Regions from separate parts of the Sus scrofa genome. Here region 1 is linked to region 2. Evidence: chromatin contacts called from public targeted proximity ligation data. All regions are on one chromosome and are shown on one strand. The core of a region is the stretch at or near the end of the contact, and the rest is flanking DNA. Distances in the headings are between cores, read along the strand shown. Region 1 has its middle 17 kb from the start of WNT7B. Region 2 holds the start of TTC38 (tetratricopeptide repeat protein 38).

Region 1 (2,700 bases), core at 159-2,658, 230 kb after region 2:
CAATGATATGGAATTCTGTCCTTGGGAAACAGGCCAGCAGGGCCTGGGATGCTCACGCCCTTGGCTTGGGCCCAAATCCCTGCTCCTCATCTCATGGCGGTGTCAAGGCTCCCCTCTCATGGGCGGTGTCAAGGCTGCCCCTCCACCCATGGGCTTGTTGCCTTGGAGGTCAGAGCATCATCAGAGGCTGCAGGATGGAAGACCCAGCACGCAGCACAGGGGCGGCGGCCGGTGTCACTTCTGTTTCTCCTCCTGATCTGATTCTTGGCCTGGTCCCCAGGCTTCTGAGTGCAGAAGGCAGGAAGCGCATAGCAAAAGTACCCACGCACCCCCACTGCTAAGCTTTCGCCTCTTTTCAGAGACAGTGCCCTGCAGGCACCCCAGGCTTCTGTCCCAAGGAAGTCAGTCTAGGCAAGAGGCAGGATGATGGAAAAAGTCTGGGGGCTGTGAGAGCCTTGGGGGGAAAGAGGTGCATCAGGAGAGGCTGCCTGGAGGAGGGGGCCTCTCGGCCCTTGCAGCTGCAGCCCAGGGTGCGTGCCATGGGGACCAGGGGACACTACGCGTTCCCAGGTCTGACCTCTGCACTGGCCCACCCACCAGCCCCTGCGCTTGGTGTCTAAGGTCCAAGGTCCCTTGGGCCCAGGGCTGGGTACCTGAGAACTGGACCATTCTCCTCCAGGGTGGGGTGGGGGGGCTGTGGCCACCTTGGAGTCATCTCACTTGTCGGTGGGATCTTAGCTTTCTCCCCTCTGTCCAGGCTGAGAGGGGACCAGGCAGTGGGGTTGTCACTCCCCAGCTGGTTGAAGAGGTGATTATGGGGACAGCTGAGTGGCCAGAAGGACAGGGAGGGGGCCCCAGCCTGGGGGGCTCCAGCCCCCTCGCTTTAGGATCGGGGTGGCCCTGGGGCAGGGCTGGGGGCTGGTGGCTTGCCCTCTCCCAATCCCACCATCCAGGGCTGTGAGCCGTGGGTGGAGGCGGAGGCGGGTGTGCGGGGGCCTGGGCGGCCTCTGCGCAGCTGTGGAGCCGGGTTCACGGTCCCCAAGGCCCCGCCCGCCTGGGCAGGAGCCGCTTCCGGCCGGCCGCGGGGCAGACAATGCGCTGGCGTGGGGAAGGGTGGCCCCGGGCCAGACCCCCCCCCCCCCATCTCAGCCACACAGGAAGCCGGAACTCAGAAGAGAGCGTGTCCTGGAATGAACCCGCCGCCAGCCGCTGTGATTTAGGCGCCAGATTCCCAGAGGAGGTGCCTCCAGCTGAAACAGACTGATTCCTTTCAGCCTTAAAATGACAAGAGGCCCTTGGCCCCTGCCTGGGAGGTGGGGTGGGGGACGTCAGAGGATCTCAGCCTCCTGCCTGCCCTCTCCTGCCGCCCTTGCCCTCGGCCCTGCACAGCGGCTGCCTACTGCCGGGCCTTGGCACTGGCTGTGCCCTCTGCCGGCCGCTTGCTTCCAGGCCCCTGCAAGGCCGCTTCCTCCTGGTCTCAGCGCCGGCGGCCTTCCACGGCGGCTACTCTGTCGGGGGTTCACCTGCTGTCCGCCCGCCCCAACAGGCTTGAACCTGTGCTGGGACCTGCCTGATGGGGTCCCTGCTGGATCCAGTGGGACCGTGGACGAGCTCCCCAGAGCCCCCCACCCCACTTGCTCCGGGCTCTGCTCTCGCATCCCCCAGCCCCTGACCCCCTGTCTGTGCGCCTCTGTGAAGCCGTACCCCTATGCTCTCATCTCCGTGGTTTCCCAGCCCTGGAACCAACCCCTGCAGGAAGGCAGGGCCACCGCAGGAGCCCCGCTGTGTCCTAGCCTGGGCCGTAGGCGACAGCTCTCCAGGTGGATACCTGGGGGCCAGCCCACAGACCCCTCTGCTCTCTCTGGGGTCGGGGCCCTGGCAGCTGGGGGCAGGGCATGCCAGTGATGGGTGGAGGTCAAAGCCACTGATGGCCCCCCGCCTCTGGGACCCCAGGCCTGGCTCCCCAACAGGACCCGGCCCAGCCACGAGGCCTGCGGGCCAGGAGGCTGCCACTGAGCCGATGGGAGGAGCCGAGAGCCAGAGACTCAGGGTTCAGAGAGCGGAGCTGCCCCTCCTGAGCCCAGCTCCGTGCACAGACCACCCCCCAGGCCCCCAGGCTCAGCCCCCTGCCTGCGGTCCCCAGGCCTCAGCACCCGCCCAGGCCCAGCCACACGGCTCCCCAGGGTCCTGGCTCACTTGGCGGGAGGCGCTGCCTCGGGAAGCCCCCCGGGACTCTCTGGCTCTGAGACTTTGCCTCCCACCTGCACGGGGCGGTGTGTGCAGCTCCCCTGGCGTTTGTCTCCTGCCAGATTTGGCTTCATGTTTGGGTTTTTTTTGCCAAGGGAAAGGTGCTACGTTTCTGCTTATTCCTGTAGCTCCAAAACTTTCAGTGGGGACGCTGGTACCTAGACGGCCTCATGATGTGGCTACATAGGACGGCTGAGTGAGTGAGCTGGGACACAGCACAGTCCCCAGTCCTCAGAGAGTGAGTGGGTGTGTGTGTGTGTGTGTCTCTGGGTGTGTCCGAGTGTGTGTCTCTGTGTGTCTATGTCTGAGTGTGTATCTGAGCTTGTGTGTGTGTCTGAGTATGTCTGTGTTTGTTTCCGTGTGAGTGTGTCTCTGAGTGTCTGAGTTTGTGTGTCTGTGTTTGTGTGTTTCCGTGTGTGTCTCTGAGTGTCTGAGTTTGTGTGTGTGGACGTG
Region 2 (2,700 bases), core at 111-2,610:
AGCAGCAGTGCACACTTGTGAAGTTCCATTTCCTTGGGGCACGAATGAATGCAGCTGTAAGATGCACCGAAAAAATTTTTTAAGTGAGAGAAAAAAAAAAATCACCAGTTGAAGACACCTGCCCCTGGACCATTACAGAAGGCGCCACCACTTCTCCCCACGGGCATACCTGAGTCAGGGTGGCATCAAACAGCTTACAGGCCTCATTGCTTGTGGTGGAGAGCGGGAGCCCGGTATCCTTCCATGCCTGCACACAGCAAGATGGACTCTTACTCCATGGAGCCCTCCAAACAAACACACGAACCCCGACCCCCCAAGCAACAAAGATGCTAATGCCTAGCATCCTCTGTAAGACCTGTTCTTGGGGGGCAAGCTGGGCTCCCCGATTTCACAGAGGGTGCAGAGCAGAGAAGGTGAGCCCTGCAGGCGGCAGATCCGATGCAAGTCCCAGGGGCCTCTAAGGAGCTGTGTGTCCCCAGGCAAAGTCCTCCCTGGGACCCTTGGCTGGCCCCCCTGTGAAATGGGGCTCAGGAGGATTGCTGGGTGACTATACAGTGTCCCCCAGGGAGCAGACTCTCACTAAAGTGGGAGTCCCGGATCAGGCTGCTGGGCGGAAGGGGGGCGAGCGCTGGAGTGCAAAACCAGGACTGCGGTCTTCCCGCCTGGCTGGCAAGGGGCACACGATCCACCAACCACGGAAGCAATGCTTCTCATCTCCCTGCTTTACCCCACGATTCAAACAGTGGAAATGTCTCCAAGTGGCAGAACTGTCCACTGTAACGGCGGCTCCCGGTGTCCTGCCAGGGACGCACAGCCTGTCCCGGACAGGGGAAATCTCCCTTACTCTGTCCAGCACAGCGGGCGGCCCCTCGGGATGCGCATTGCTTGGCTGTGGTCAGGGTCCCTCGCTCCTCTGAACTCCCCGTCCTCATCTGCAAAATGGACCCAGGCTCCCTGCCCTGGTGGGTCCCCAAGGAGACGCTCACTAATGCCCAGCGTCCTTGCTGTGCCGGGGTTGAGGAGCTAAACTTTTCAAGAGGGGCCGGGGCCTCCCGGGTACCCCGCCCCGCGCCGCAGGTTTCCCTGGGTGGCGGCCCCACCGGAGGGCCCTCAGGTCCCTTCCGAGCGCCCAGGGCGCGCGCCCGCCTCCCGGAGGCCACGCCCCCGCCAGACCCCCGGCAGGTCCGATCCCTTGTTCCCCAGGACGCCAGGGCTCCCCCGGGTCGCCGGGCCGCGGGGAAGCGGGCGGGGGGCGGCCTCCGCGTACCTGGCAGTCACGCAGCGGCGCGGCCGCGGCCATGGTGCACGGTCGGTGTCGCGGCACCAACGCCGCGGCCTTCCGGGTGGGGGCGGGGCCTGGAGGCCTGGGGGCGGGGCGGACACGCCCCCCGCTCGCTCACTGGTCGGCTTTGGACTCGCGTTCCCCGCTCCGCAAGGCCCCCCCCATCTCCGCGGCCCCGGGGCTCCCACCTCGGGGGCTCTGGGAACCGGGTCGGTTCCGGGCAGGCGGCTTGGGTGTTAGCCTCCGTGTATGCGCCCGGCTCCCGCATCAGACACAGAGCCTGGGGCGGCAGGGTAGAGGACGGGCAGGGGTCTCCTTGTGGGGACCCTCTGGGAGGCGACTGCAAAGTCCCGATGGGAGCAGGGGATCCTCGGGACGGCGGTCGCTTTCAGGCTCTTACAGCCCCACCCGGAAGCCGCGCGCACAAACACTCAGAGGTTATTCTGACCTGCGGGGGCGCCTCGCCCTGCAACCTGTCAGGGTAGAGGCTGAAGTGGCGGGGAGAGTGTCTTTGGAGACCAAAACTTTGCGATGCGGCATTTCCCCTCCCCTTCCCCTCACCCCAACAAGTAGCAGGGCCTTCTGGAGCTCCCTGGAGGGCCTGGGGCCCAGAGGCAACAAAAGGCTGTGGTAGGAAAGCCTTGGCGTGGCTATGGGTGTGCAACCTGGGCAGCTGCGCAGGGCCTCACACTTAGAAGCCCACCCCGCTTGGCTGAAAGCTCTGCTGCCTCTGACTTGAAGTCCTTAGCAGGTTTGGAACAAGGGCCCCACATGTCATTCCTCACTGGGCCCTGAAAATCATGTAGCCAGTCCTCTGACAGCCAAGCCGTTAAAGAGAGCCATCTTTCTGAGTTCCCAGGGCTCACCGCCTCCACCATCACAAACCCTAACCAAGTCAGCATTGGCTCATTTACACACCAATTGTTTCTTGCAGCAGCCCCAAGCCTGTCTTTTTCTTTTTTGTCTTTTTAGGGCCCCACTCGCAGCATATGGAGGTTCCCAGGCTAAGGGTTCAATTGGAGATGTAGCTGCCGGCCTACACCACAGCCACAGCAACGCCAGATCGGAACCATGTCTGCAACCCACACCACAGTTCTCAGCAACGCTGGATACTTAACTGTTCACTGAGCTAGGCCAGGGATGGAACTCGAGTCCTCAGGGATGCTAGTTGGGTTTGTTAACTGCTGAGCCAGGACAGGAACTCCTGGCCTGCCCCTTTGATTTCACTGCCCACACCCCCAATTTGGCCTCTGTCCTTTCCCTCTAACTATGTACGATCTATTTCCCTCACAGCAGAAGGAGGCTTCCAAACTGGAAACCAGAGCGGGGCCTTTCCCGGCTCAACACCCTCCGAAGACTTTCCAACCCACTTGAGATAAAATTTAAATATGTGGCCACGGCCTCTGAGGCCCCACTTG

The links.
Region 1: a contact with region 2 is called in a targeted proximity ligation map of alveolar macrophages. A contact is called at or near these places in 4 of 5 promoter capture datasets (fetal liver, fetal skeletal muscle, liver and 1 more), 12 of 47 Hi-C or Micro-C datasets (alveolar macrophages, embryonic fibroblasts, fibroblasts and 7 more) and 2 of 2 datasets of targeted methods (alveolar macrophages and skeletal muscle).

What each region holds. Positions count from the first base shown.
Region 1 is chr5:3,503,108-3,505,807 of Sscrofa11.1, forward strand. No RefSeq gene overlaps it. Among named protein-coding and RNA genes, the nearest start is that of WNT7B, 17 kb to the right of the region's middle.
Region 2 is chr5:3,269,455-3,272,154 of Sscrofa11.1, forward strand. It overlaps TTC38 (tetratricopeptide repeat protein 38), which reads right to left and starts at 1,361. Exons shown (of 13, transcript XM_021091377.1): 1 at 1,268-1,361; 2 at 170-247. The coding sequence starts at 1,300. It overlaps PKDREJ (polycystic kidney disease and receptor for egg jelly-related protein), which reads left to right and starts at 1,299. Exons shown (of 5, transcript XM_021093095.1): 1 at 1,299-1,343. The coding sequence starts at 1,299.